Regions from separate parts of the Sus scrofa genome. Here region 1 is linked to region 2. The links are chromatin contacts, called in public HiChIP or PLAC-seq maps. All regions are on one chromosome and are shown on one strand. Each heading gives the region's core, a stretch centred on a gene start, on an enhancer-like site or on the middle of the called end of the contact. The rest is flanking DNA. Distances are from core to core; before and after follow the strand shown. Region 1 overlaps FNDC3B (fibronectin type III domain-containing protein 3B). Region 2 has its middle 59 kb from the start of FNDC3B.

Region 1 (6,913 bases), core at 266-2,765, 330 kb after region 2:
TTGACTCTCACCTACTCTAGGCCTTGTGCCAACACAAGAATCCTTGTATGTTCTGCAGTGCAATATTCTTTAAGGAAATGTACAAATAGAGAAGAGCAACATCTGACCTGCAGGCAGTGTGGGCACACGAGGCTCCAGCTCTCCCTCCAAACCTTCTGCTGGTCATTTCTAAGCCTGGTGCCCCTGGTACCAGGTCTCTTTCCAGACTACACCCTAGTGGAATATAGGGCCAGCAGGATGGGAGAGGGTTTGCTGGGGTCACTTCCCCCACCCCCAGCCCTCTCCAGAGCCAGAGCTCTCCTCCCCCAGCCACACACCCATGGCCTCTCTGGCACCCAGGGGGTTGTAGAAATGAGCTCAAAAGGCAGAAAGGTAGCCAGTTACAGAAAGGAGCAGATCCCTGCCTGAGAGGGAAGCAGATATCCCTCAGTCTTGAAGCAAGTTTAGCTTCAGGAGTCATACCCCACCCTTTGCTGTGGCACCTGGTCTGAGAACCACAGCTTGGGGTGAAGTGACCCCATCCACATCCCACAATGAATGTCTGGCTGTCCCCACATTTTTATTATATCAGCACTGGTTAGAGTTCCCAGAATACTTTATCCTTTTGCTCAATTTTTAATCACCATTCCAATGAAATAATTACTGTAAAATTCTGAAGGTGTTAGGAACATAAGAGCACAGGGCATCAAGTCCTGCTGACAAGTCTCTAGAAAGACCTTCAAGAATGAGAGAGCAGCAGCCCAGAGGCCAGTGAGTATCCGGCCTTTGTTTCTGCTAAGACTGGGCATGCTGTGCTAAGTTGACCTTGGGAAAAGCTGCTTTCATCAATTGCTTACCACCTGCTGGCCTCTGAAGGCAGGTGTGGCCCTAATGGGGAACCAAAAACAGAAATGTGAAGTACAGGGGGAGCTGATACATCAGCTGTCCTGAATCCATTGTCCCTAAGGCCATATCACCATTCACAGAATTCACTTGGAAATTCCTCACTAATAGTTCTGCAAGAGGGTTGGATGCCTACTTTTCTCCTTTAATAATTGTGCATAGACAATCCTTTAGTATTTCAATCAAGGAAATTGTGACTGTAAGGTGGTAATGAGCAAACTAAAAATGGAACATGCAGGTGTCACTGGCTTTTCAGCTCTGGCCATCAGTTTCAGTTTTCCCCTGAAACAGATCAGTTTTCATAACTTGGAAAGGTGTGACCTTTCCTGGCCATGTCACCTTGTGGCGACCCTGGTGGGATGTAATGTTTAGAGCCTTGGGGCCTGAGAACTGGCCCTGCATTTTTGTGGATCTTTTGCAACTGCGTCCTCCTCTGGGAGACTCCATATCAGAAGAGCAGGCCACTTTCAAGGCAGTTTTCTGCGTAACTATTGGATGAGTCATTATTCACGTTTTAATTTCTTTCTGATCGCACTGTACCCCACCCTCACGTTTACATCTTAATTTACAAGTCCTAGTCATTCTGAAGCCTGGTAGGAAGCAGGCCCAAAGCCCCATGAGGGTTTTTTTCTTCGGCTAGATTTAAGTATGACACATAGTGGTGACTTGAAAAAGAAACCATGAGTTTTACTTCAATCTAGAATTATGACTAAGAGAAATGTTTCTTAACTTTTTAACAGCAAAACAGTGCTTAGAAGCTCAGTTTTCAGGATGGAGCTTCTTTCCCACAATGAAGAGGTTTGGGGTGGGGTGGGGTCTGGAAGGCGGAGGAGATGCTCCCAGCTCACCACCCTCCAGGCCACCACCAAGCTGGTCCCTCTGACCTGCCCTTTCCCCTCCTTGGGCACCCTCCCACTAAATTTGCCCCTTCTGCTGTTTCTCTGCTTTATGACACAGAGGTATCTAGTAAAGGTGAGAGGATTGAGGGTATGGAGGCCTCTAGAGTATGGATGGGCTTTTGTGAAAAAGTATTAGGAACCTTTGGACTTACTTACACATAAATGCCTGCCCAGTGTGTTTTAAGGAATGGTGACCTGGCTGTTTCCTAGAAAAATTGAATAAGTGGGCAAACTTCATAGTCAGATAAGAACTTTTTTTTCTATTTCAAAGACATAAGTTCTGTAAAGGAAGTATTTATGGAAACTCAGCTTGCTGAGAGTTCAACTCTTAGCTGTTGTGCTAACTGGTGCAATTGCAGCTAGTTCCTCAGAGCAAGCAGGGTTCTCTTAAGAGCTTATGTTGATATGTTCAGTGACATGGCCTTCACATAGGGAGACCTGGATTAATAGTCTCTGCATTGTCTCTTACTAATCAAACGAATAGTTTCATCCCTAAGACTCAGCTCCTCCACTTGAATAGTGACATCTGTTATCTCACAGGTACATTAAGATTGAATGAGATAACTTGGGCAGTAACAGATTATGTATGTTGATTATTTCATGTCCCGTTTAGCACATTAATGTTAAGATCTGGGGTAGGAAAAGTCAATTATGGAGGGGTCGTATGAAAGGAGTATGGCATTTCTCTGTCGGGAACTTAAACAGGAGCCCTGAAGTTAATGGCTCTGGTTTGAACTAAACAAAAACTGATGTCAGTGCTATATATAGATACTAATTTACCATTAGCTTAGCTCCCAGACATGACAATATATGAAAGAACTAGAAAAATAGCTTTGTGGGAATGTGACTAGTGGAGTTCCCAAGAATTGTCCTCACATGTGACTCAGCTATCCTGAAAAGGAATTTCACATCTGGCTTTCCTGTGACTAATGAGCCAGCACAGCTGTAAAACACAGTAGACTGAGAATGAAATAAATACTGCAGAAATCAAGGGAAATATACTTTGAAATAGAAAAGGCCAGCAGCAGGTAGAACCCATAATCCCCAGGGCAGCCATTAGCCAGGCAAGGCTCAGCAGAAACCTAGAGCAGGTGGCAGGCCCCAGACTGCACTCTGTGGATGTCAAGTTCAGGAGCAGCCAACCTCGCTCACTTAGGAGCTGAGCTAGCCCCTAGGAGGTGCTTGGTACCTGGTTTATTAATCAGGTTTCCATTTAACCTAGGTGTTTACTAGTTAGTATTGATCATCTTTCAGAAGGCTTCTTAGCACAAGTGAATCTGCACGTGGCTTCTCTGGCTAGTCAACAGCACTTCTTGGAGGACCAGCAATGTCCAGTCCTGCAGGATGGAGGAGGAGAGCCTCCCTGCAGGTGTAGATGCTCTGTCCCAAAGGAGCCTCGCTGCCCAAGGTGGCATGGCATGTTGCTGGGAAGGCCAGTGCCTATTTCCCAGCTCATCACCAACACCTGGCCGAAAGTCAGGAAAAGGTATCATTTGCTCAGGCCCCCAAGCGCTTTGACTCATTCTTGGGGAATGCCTTCTTGGAGATGAGAGAGTGGGGTTTTCCTTTGTCCATCAGAGACCATCTTTTACATAAGGGCCAAATCAGTGACCCTGGCAGAGTATGAGTGTTTTGCCACATCACAGATATTCGCTGCCACATCACAGATATTCGCTGCCACATCAAAGGGTGGTTTCTGAGAGCCAGGGAAATGGCTTCCTCCATGGTAGTTCCTGTGGAAGACAGCTAGACAAGGAAGGATTTGATGATTCAGAGACGTCCATAGGTGCCAAAGGCAGAGCTGAGTTCAAAGGAGCCCTCTCTTGTAGGGACCCTGGCCCAAGACATCTACACACCAGGAGCAGATTCTCTATACTTTTTACCATTTGTTACATGTACAGGATGGTGTTATGCATTTGGGCTGCAGACTTTGTGGGGAGCTTCCAGCTGAGGCTAAATTACCTATGCGCATCTTGATCCTTAGCACCTGATTTATCAACTCATTTGTCACCCTTGTTGGTTGCCAGCTGGAGGGTGGCCACCTTGGGCCTTGTCTCTGTGGGTGAACTGAGCCCATCCATCCCTTGGTTCACTTATAAATTGTACAGGCAGCCTGTTCTAAAATCACCCCCTGGTTCCTCCTTTCCTTGCCCTTCACTGGGACAGTTGCCACACATTGATCTTATCAGAGCATCTGACATCAGGTGAACCTCTGTCTTTGGAGAGATATGGAGGAACATTATGTTCATTTGTTTTAGACCAGGAAACTTGATGAGCATCCTTGGCTATTTCAGGTATCCAAGCCTCTCCCATTAATATAAAAAAACCAGTGTGTCAGGGAATAAAATACATGCAGTATTTATTTAGTAACATGCAGCCACAAACTACCCCACCCCCTTTTCTTACCTTTGAAAGTTCCTCTGTGCCAGAGTAGTCAGTCAAATGAAAGAGGCATCACTGAGGGGAGAGTGAGGTTTGGCACAGAGAACTTTTGAGTCCACCCAGATGTGGAGTATCTCCCACCTCCCTGTTATGAACCCCTTCTTATATACGGTTATGCTGAACACATACATGCTGTTTTATTCCTCAAGCCAACATTTGTCTTTGATGCTGTGTAGGGTCAGCCAGTGCTGGAACAACTTCTAAATATAGATGTACTAGCAGACTAAATGCTTGGGCCTGGCAGTAGTTCAGTTGGCCAGTGCAGCCTTATTTTTTATTTGATTTATCGTTGATGTTCCTGACAGGTTGAACTGGCTGTTACAGAGAGTGTCCAGCCCAGAATCACTCAGCCCATGTCTGGATCCAGCAGCCATGGGCTGTGGGCACATGACTACCAATAACTAGATGCATGTTACTTATTTAGCAGGCAGTTATCAAACCTGGTATGAGCAGCTTGGGAAGGTAGCAGGCATGGCTGTGAAAGAACCTGTAAGAGAAGGAGGTCAATGGGAAGAGGCCATAGGTCAAGAAAACATCAGAAAGAGTACAAGTCACATGATCAAAGGGAGCTGGATTCTAGCACTCTTGTGTTTTCTTGTGCCAGGAAGAGGAACTGGAAGGGTCTCTTCCAATCTGTTAATTTGAAGGCAATTGAAAATATCAGCCAACTTCATCTATTAGTACCAGTGTTGGAAATATGAGCTTCTGAGATTATTGGTGCAGTCCAGGGTCATTGGAAATGTTAACCAGAGGAACCATATTCCCCACAATGCCCAGAATTATTCCTGGCAGGAAATACTGTGGCCTGAATTAGCAGTAGTATGTGTGAGTTACATGTATAGAATTGGCCATGGATATGTTAAGTTCCTCAACAGGAAACAAACCCATTTTGAGGATTCATCTTCCCAAGTACTGAGGACAGCTTTATGAAGATACTAAGTTAATCAAGAAGGAAAACTGACTTGAAAAAATACCTTTGTTTGTTCTCAGTTAGCAGCTACTTATAAACATATTTTACTTTAAAAATTAGTTTCATTTTATGAAAGAAATCAAATACTTTTTATACTTTGATACCAGTTTTCAAATAAGCAAACCCATCCGTATTGACTTTTCTGCTGGAACGTTATTGCATTATGTGTATAAACAGATACCAAAGAGAGGAGAAACCTGATTACTTGTGGAAGTCCTTTGAAAGGTTATTTAATTTGCTCACTCCTGAGGCTTTAGGCCATGCCATACCTAAACCATGCCCAAAAGACTTTTGCTTGACTATATTTAAAAATCTCTGAGTTCCCATTGTGTTTCAGTGGTTAATGAACCCGACTAGTATCCATGAGAATGTGAGTTCGATCCCTGGCCTCACTGAGTGGGTTAAGGATCCCATGTTGTGGTGAGCTGTGGCACAGGTCTCAGACACAGCTCGGATCCTGTGTGGCTGTGGCCGACAGCTGTAGCTCTGATTTGACCTCTAGCCTGGGAACTTCTGTATGGCACAGGTGCAGCCCTAAAAAGCAAAAAAAAAAAAACAAGACAAACAAACAAAAAAAACTCCCCACGATCCTCTATAACTTTTGGGATAGCATTCTTAGAAAGTCTTAAATCAGTATAAAATGTTACTCCATAAGATGAAGTAATTTCATTGCCATTGATTAGCAATTTTGGTGGATCCTTATCCTCAGCAGTCTTGTTACATTTTTAGCTTCTATAGGAATAATTAAAAAATCTATTTAGAGAGGCCTTACTTTATTAGACGGCTTTGAGGGGAAAAGCATGTGGAAAGTAGAAGGCTTTACTCAGGCATAAACACTGGTTTATGTTAACTAACCAGTTAAACACTGGTTTTGTATACTAGCATGCATACTTCTGCTCCCTTATCTCCTGGCTGTTTATAGTGCAGGAGGAATTTGTAAAAGTTTACCAAAAAACTTTATATTGTAAACACATATGGACATCAAAATAGATGAGTCTAATACCACATAACAAATTACCTCAAAACTTAATATCTTAAAGCAGTCACTTTCTTACCTCATGGATTCTGGGTTGGCAATTTGGACAGGGCCCTGGGGGGTTAACTGGTCTGTGTCCCACAAGTTCTGGAGCTTCACCTGGGAGGGTCATTGGCTAGGGGCTGGAACCTTCTGGCAGGGACCTTGCTCACAAGTCTAGCATCACTACTGTCTTGGGTGGGACCTCGTCTCAGGCTCTCTCACACCATGGCAGCCTCAGGGGAGTCAGAATTGCAAAAGTGAGTGTTCCCCCCTTTTCAGACCTAGCCTTAAAAGTCACATACACAGCTTCTCAGATACAGAGGGTTACTCACCCACCTACGTTTAAGGGAAAGGGTTTTGTTCCTCACTGAATGGGGAATCAGAGAATGTTTGGACATGTTTAAAATTGTCACCATGTGACATAGGCTCTCTTGACTCTTTTAGTCCATTCATCTTTTTACCTTTATCTTTGCGTAGCACATATGGTGTTTTAGGTCCTATGCTCTAAGACTGTTAGATCCAAGGTCGTGGACTTTGAAAGTACAACTTAACTCTTTTCCTACCCCTGCTCTCCTCTGAGTGTTCTGGGAAGAGGGGAAGGAAGGCAGATGTGCAGCCAGAGATGTGGTGCTATGACAGACCTCAGACCTCATGCCAGCTCAGCTCTGCTAGCCTGTGAGCCCTGACTCAGTGGTGCTCAAA
Region 2 (6,296 bases), core at 2,564-5,063:
ATTCGCCATCCCCCCATTGCCTTATCTATAGGTTAGTGATAATAAAACACAATTTATATTATGATTGTGATCGTAACTGCAGGGTATAGCTATATCTGTAGACATAGAGACACACACACATACCCCTCTAATAAGTGATAGAGGCTATGCCCATGCATCAGGAGACATCTGATAACATAATAATTAGAACTTGTGTGTGACAAAAGGTACAAGAACAAAAGATGACAAGGTTTTCCTAGCAGTGAATCCTCTTATTTTCTGTGGGGAAAAAGGAAAGCACTAGAAAGAAAAGCATCTTAGTGGCACATATCAACTAGCAAAGACATGTTAATATATATGTGTTGAAAGAATTTTAAGTAGTCTTCTTCCAGATCAAATTCAAAGATGAAACCAATAAATGCCTTCATTTTTTTTTTAATTGAAGTATAGTTGATTTACATTGTGGTATTAGTTTCTGGTGTTCAGCAAAGTGATTCAGTTTATATATACATATACAAAATATATATTATATAAGTATTTCTGTATAAATGCATCACACATATATAAGATATTTATGTATTTATATACACACATACATATATAATATATATTATAATTAAATATATAATATATATACATATATATGTATATAACATATATATTCCTTTTCATATTCTTTTCCATTATGGTTTATTATAGAATATTGAATACAGTTCTCTGTGCTATACAGTAGGACCTTATTTTTTATCTATTTTATATATAGCAGTTTTTATCTGTTAATCCCAAACTCCTAATTCATCCCTCCCCACCCCTTACCCCTTTGGTAACCTTAAATTTGTTTTCTATGCCTGTGAGTCTGTTTCTGTTTTGTAAATAAGTATCATGTTTTGTATCATTTGTATCATATTTCAAATTCCACATATAAGTGATATCATATGGTCTATGTCTTTTTCTGTCTGACTTACTTCACTTAGTATGATAATCTCTAGGTCAATCCATGTTCCTGGAAATGGCAATAAATGCCTTCATTTGTGTGATAGGATTGGTATATGACTGGGGATAAACAAATGACACTTTGCAGGGTTTTAGATACTGGATATGATATAAACTTTAAGACTAGGAAGATTTAGTTTGTACTTTGTAAGACCTTGAATGGAAAAAATGAGAATTGTTGACTGTATTTTGCAGGAATTCTCTTGAGTAAACCAAAGTTCCACCAAATCTTTAGAAATGAAACATTGCTAGTTCTATTAGGACAGCATGAGCCTGCTCAAAAGAGAGAATATTATATGGGTAACTTCCATTTATTGAAAACCTAAGAGTTATGCCCTGGAGTATAGATCCCAGCTTGCACTTTTGTGGATGTGTGATTTTGGACAATTTACTCTCTCTGCTCTCATTTGTAAAATTGACTTCACAAAAGATCATGTGAATGGAGTTTCTGCTGTGGCACAGTGGGTTAAGAATCCAACTGCAGCAGCTTGGGTAGCTGCAGAGGCATGGATTTAACCCCAGGCCTGTCAGCAGTGGGTTAAGGATCCAGCATTGCCACAGTTATGGCACAGGTTGCTGCTGCAGCTCAGATTCAATCCCTGACCCAGGAACTTCCATATACTGCCGTTGTGGCTATTAAAAAAAAATTTTTTTTAATATTATGTGAGGATTTAATGAGCTCACACATTTAAGGCATTTAGCATAGTACCTGGTACTCAGAAAGTCTCCAAAATTAGCTATTTAGCTTGTAATTGCTGTATTATACATTGTTGTGAGAGCAGAGTAGAAGAAAGTGTTGATTTTTCCTGGGAGGAGAAAGTATCAGAGATGAAATCACAGAAGAGAAATATTTATGGTGCCCATTAGAAAAGCTTTAGTTTTTTTTAAAAAAAAATAAAATAACAAGATGTTGGCAAGAATGTGAAGAAATTGGAATTAATGTTTCTGGTGGGAATATAAAATGACATAGCCACTTTTAAAATAGTTTGGCAGTTCCTTGCAATGTTAAGCACAGAGGTACCATAGGATTCAGCAATTCCATTTCAAGGTATGTACTCAAGAGAAATGAAAACATATGTCTACAACAAAGCTAATTAGCAGTTGTACTCATAACAGTTAAAAAGTGGAAACAACCCAAATGTCCATTAATTGCTGAAAGTAAAATCACAATGTTGTATAGCCACATGATAAAATATTACCCAGTCATAAAAAGGAATGAAGAAGTGATATATACTACGACGTGGATGAACCTTCAAAAAATTACTCTAAATGAAACAAGGCAGTCTCAAAAGGGTATGTATCATATGATTCCATTGATAGGAAATCCCTGCAGATAGAAAGGAGTGGTTGTTGGGAGCTGGGAAGAGGCGGGAGTAGAAAGTAACTGCTATGGGTACAGGGTTTCTTTTTTCAATGACAGGAATGTTCTGGAATAGGTAGTGGTGACAGTTGCACAACATTGTGGATGTACTAAAAACCACTGAATTTTACACATTAAAATGGTGAGTTAAAAAAATTATTTCTCAATTAAAAAAATTTTTTTTAAGTGGGCCCTCAAAGACAAATAGGGATAAGCCAGGCAAGGCAAGGGGAACCAGGGCACTCCACCTGAGGGAATACCTAGGGTCAAAGTTAAAAAGCAATACCAATCAAGCTTTGTTCTAAAAAATGGTAAGAATCTGGTACAATGGCTGTGCTACTCCAAGTGTCGTCAGTGGGCAGTGAATTGTTTGTTAAGATCTGTGACAAGATAAGAAAAGAAACTGAGAGTACACTGTAGAAAAGTTAGCAAGCTGACATGACATGGTTGGTGGCCTCCAGCCTTTGGACAGGATATAAACCAAAAGTGGTCAAGCTCCTGTGGCAGGTGGCCTGTCGCCCAAGCTACACACTAGTCCTGCACCACAGGATCCAGCAGATGGGAAATGAAAACAGTGTGTTCTTCACTTCGTAAAGTTTGAGAAGTACTGTCATAAGGGATATACTATAAGGAGTAACAGGCTAGAGACAGAGGTTGGGAACTGAGTGTGAGGTACTTTGTAAGTAAAATAGTTTGAAATCACTTCTTTGTTCAGAATTCTTTAATCAGGTTGTGCCTAGTTATGTACCACGAGTGACACCGTGACACTTCTAAGCATGGGTTATCTCTTGGGAGTATAGAAAACAGAGGAATCAGGCAATTTCAGGGGAAAGAAACTCTTTCCAAACAAAACAAAATGAACCCCCCTGGGAAAAAATAGGGTACATCTTTTCCATCTTGGAGATGGCATAAAGTACACAGAATCAGCACAAGAGGTTGAAAGAGGCACATAGCACACTAATTAAGATTCAAAGATTTGTTTGTATTTATTGAATAAAAGAAACCAGAATAAGCCACCCCAGAAAGGGAAATTGAATTGAGAGCTAGGCTAACTGTAGAGAGACAAGTGAGGCAGGCAGAGAAGTAGGAACTCACACTCTCCCACAAAGGGAGAGACAAGCCAGCCTGCTCCACGTGTGGGAAAATACTCAGCCTCTCAGAAGAAGAGCCCTATATTGATTCCAGACATTGTTATTCCTGCGGGAGTGGGGGGACAAGAAAGGAAAGGAAACCAAGGTATTGACAGAAAAACCAGCTTCTACTTTCTCAAATGTCTTGGATGTCACTATGAAGCAACCACAAGACTTCCCCTGTTGTCACATGTTGACTCATTCTTCCCCAAGCAAGACCATTTATTTAATGTCTCGTTTTGTTAAAGTCGATGAGATTTTGTTTCAGAATCTGGGGCTGTGCTAATGTAAATGCTTGTTTGTCTGGGGTTGTGCAGAATGAAGGAAGTTCATGCTCTGCACAAGTAAAGCAATGTGTCATGTCATATTGCCAAAAGGTTGCATCATTTCTAAACTTTCCGGAAGACTGGATAGATGAGAGGTCATCTATGTTTATTTTGTGAAGTTTGGCCTACCAGGAAATGTGTGGGTACAAGAGATATTTTAGGCCCATGAGACTCTCACTTTAGATGCTTAATCCAGCAGCATGTGCTATAAGCTTCAGTCTCTAACTAAATCTTTGAAGAGTGGCAAGTTGTGAAGTATGCAAGGTTTTTGGCTGCACTAGCAGAGCCACGTATAAAATCCTGTTGCCAAACAAAGACTAGAACCAGATGACAAAGACTGAAAACATACTTCATGTATTGACTTTGTCTATGAAATACTCATTATAACCTAATCCAGTAATATTCATTTCTAGGATTATTGCATAATCACTCACCAATCAATATTAATTAAGGCTGTAAATTGACCTTGAAAGAAGTTTTTTTTAAGCAGAACATTTCATGTTGGGTTTCTTTAAAAATATAATGGAATTACTTCAACAAGGAAGAAAAAAATGTCTTAAGGAAGTAATTTTTAACACACAGCTTAACAGAAGTGATAATGGATGACCTACCAGCAACCCTATTCAAGTCTGCTTGTGGACATTTTATTTATAGTCTTCACATCCTCCATGATTTGGAAGATAACAATAATCCCTTCTCTGGACTGAACTGCTTTTCTCTACTTTTTCATGTGGTTCTGAGAAGGGGAAGGGGTTGCCAAAAAAATATCACCACACAAACAATGCACACACACCCCTTTCTGTCCCCATCACATACATAAAGCACAGGGAAACCCAGAAACAGGAGATAATGATACTAACACCTGGAGGAAGGCAATACCAAGAGAGAGAAACAGAGGCCAGCTCCGTCCCTGGAATGCACAGGACTTAGCCAATGCATCACCTCTATTGTTTAAGCTATTTGAGTTGAGTTTCTATTTGAAACCAAAAGAATCCTAACACCAAAACTCAAGATGTTTATCTCTGTAGTAGACAGTACTCCTTGTTGTACTATTTCAGGGGGGTTGGAGGGTCATTCTGGAATTGTGCAATGGAGAACACTTTCTGGATGGCTGGAGTAGTATCTATGTGACTCTCACTCCTGGAACACAACCCCATTTGCATGAACTACATGTGAGGGGTGCCTCCTGGAACTGTGCAGTGTGAGATATGGAGGTAAACATGAACTCCCCTTGCTGTACAAATCAGCACCATCAGTCTCTCCACATAACTAGTGCTGCTTGGTCTTAAGTAAGGCAGTTTCTTCTAGAACTTCTTGCCTAACACTGCTATTCCTGCCACCATTGCTCCTGTTTTCCATGAAATGCCTCTAAAAGAATGTTCTTCTACTATCTCCTTTCCCTGATCCTCACAGTGCAGATATCACCCTCTCCATGGAGAATCTTTTAACTCAACCCCCAAGGTGGAACAAGACCACCTCACGTAACAGATAGGTGCCAATTATTTCTATCTCCTTGGCCCTATACTTCCTTGTATTCCCCACTTTCCTAGAGGCTACAAATTCACCTCCCCAAAATCAATCTCAAGTTTTCCAGTTCTCCGATGCAGTTTCATCTTTGACCTGCTCTCATCTTCCATATCAGACTTGAAACCCATCCTTCATCCCTACTTTTAATATAATACTAACTCAGAAAATGTACCACCTCTTTTAAAAAATATTTCAAGTCTTGGAAGCAGTCTTTTCAAAACGAGAGAGTTTTTTTTACATGTAGGAATTTGCAGCCAGCCAAGCCCTAGATTCTTTTCTTACTGATTGTAGATAAACCTTTTCAGTGCATGGTATACCTCTCCAGGTGTCCTGATACTTTATCAGTGGAAGAGGGAAAGGGTCTCCTCCCTTGAAAACACTCTTGACAAAAAATGAAAAACAAGCTTCATTGCAAAGCCTTTAACAAAAAAAAAAAAAAAAAAAAGAAAAAAAAAAGTAAAATAAAACAATAAATATATAGCGACAATAACAATAAGAAGAGTCATTCTAAAGAAAGAGTCATCTCTTAAAGATATACAGACAAATGCTAAAGAGAATAAGTTGAGATATGGGAAACATCCAGCCATGTGTTAAACATTGTTCTGGGGACCAAGCCGGAAACTCTCCTCATAGCATCTCAACTCTCTGCTTCCCACCTGTTCTACATCCGTCGTTTTCTGAGTCACACCATTTCTGTTTCCACATGAGTCATTCATGTTTGCTGAGTCCCTGCTATGGGCCAGGAACCACGGTAGGCAACAGGAAGGCAGTAAAGAAGGGAAGAGATGAGGTCCCTGCTCTCATGGGATTTGTAATCTAGCGAGGGAGAAAGACCACATGAAAGGCCACATGAAGGCAAGAACAAGGTAATTCCAAATTGTGGCAGGTCCCACAAAGACAGTAAATCTGTATCATCTTGATCAAAAAAGTTATCAATTCCTGCATCTATGCCCTTAGCTGGCTGATTACAGTCACCTCCTA

Evidence for each region. HiChIP or PLAC-seq counts read pairs in DNA pulled down with a chosen protein or histone mark.
Region 1: a contact with region 2 is called in an H3K27ac HiChIP or PLAC-seq map of alveolar macrophages. The contact joins two enhancer-like sites. A contact is called at or near these places in 2 of 2 datasets of contacts at active chromatin or transcription factors (alveolar macrophages and skeletal muscle).

Annotation. Positions count from the first base shown.
Region 1 is chr13:110,855,711-110,862,623 of Sscrofa11.1, forward strand. All of the region lies in intron 11 of FNDC3B (fibronectin type III domain-containing protein 3B), which reads left to right. Among named protein-coding and RNA genes, the nearest start is that of GHSR, 130 kb to the right of the region's middle. Within about 2 kb of position 1,516, at least 10 of the 83 cell types and tissues checked have an H3K27ac peak or open chromatin away from gene starts, as enhancers often do. A contact at or near this core is called in alveolar macrophages, where this site is marked.
Region 2 is chr13:110,525,763-110,532,058 of Sscrofa11.1, forward strand. No RefSeq gene overlaps it. Among named protein-coding and RNA genes, the nearest start is that of FNDC3B, 59 kb to the right of the region's middle. Within about 2 kb of position 3,814, at least 21 of the 83 cell types and tissues checked have an H3K27ac peak or open chromatin away from gene starts, as enhancers often do. A contact at or near this core is called in alveolar macrophages, where this site is marked.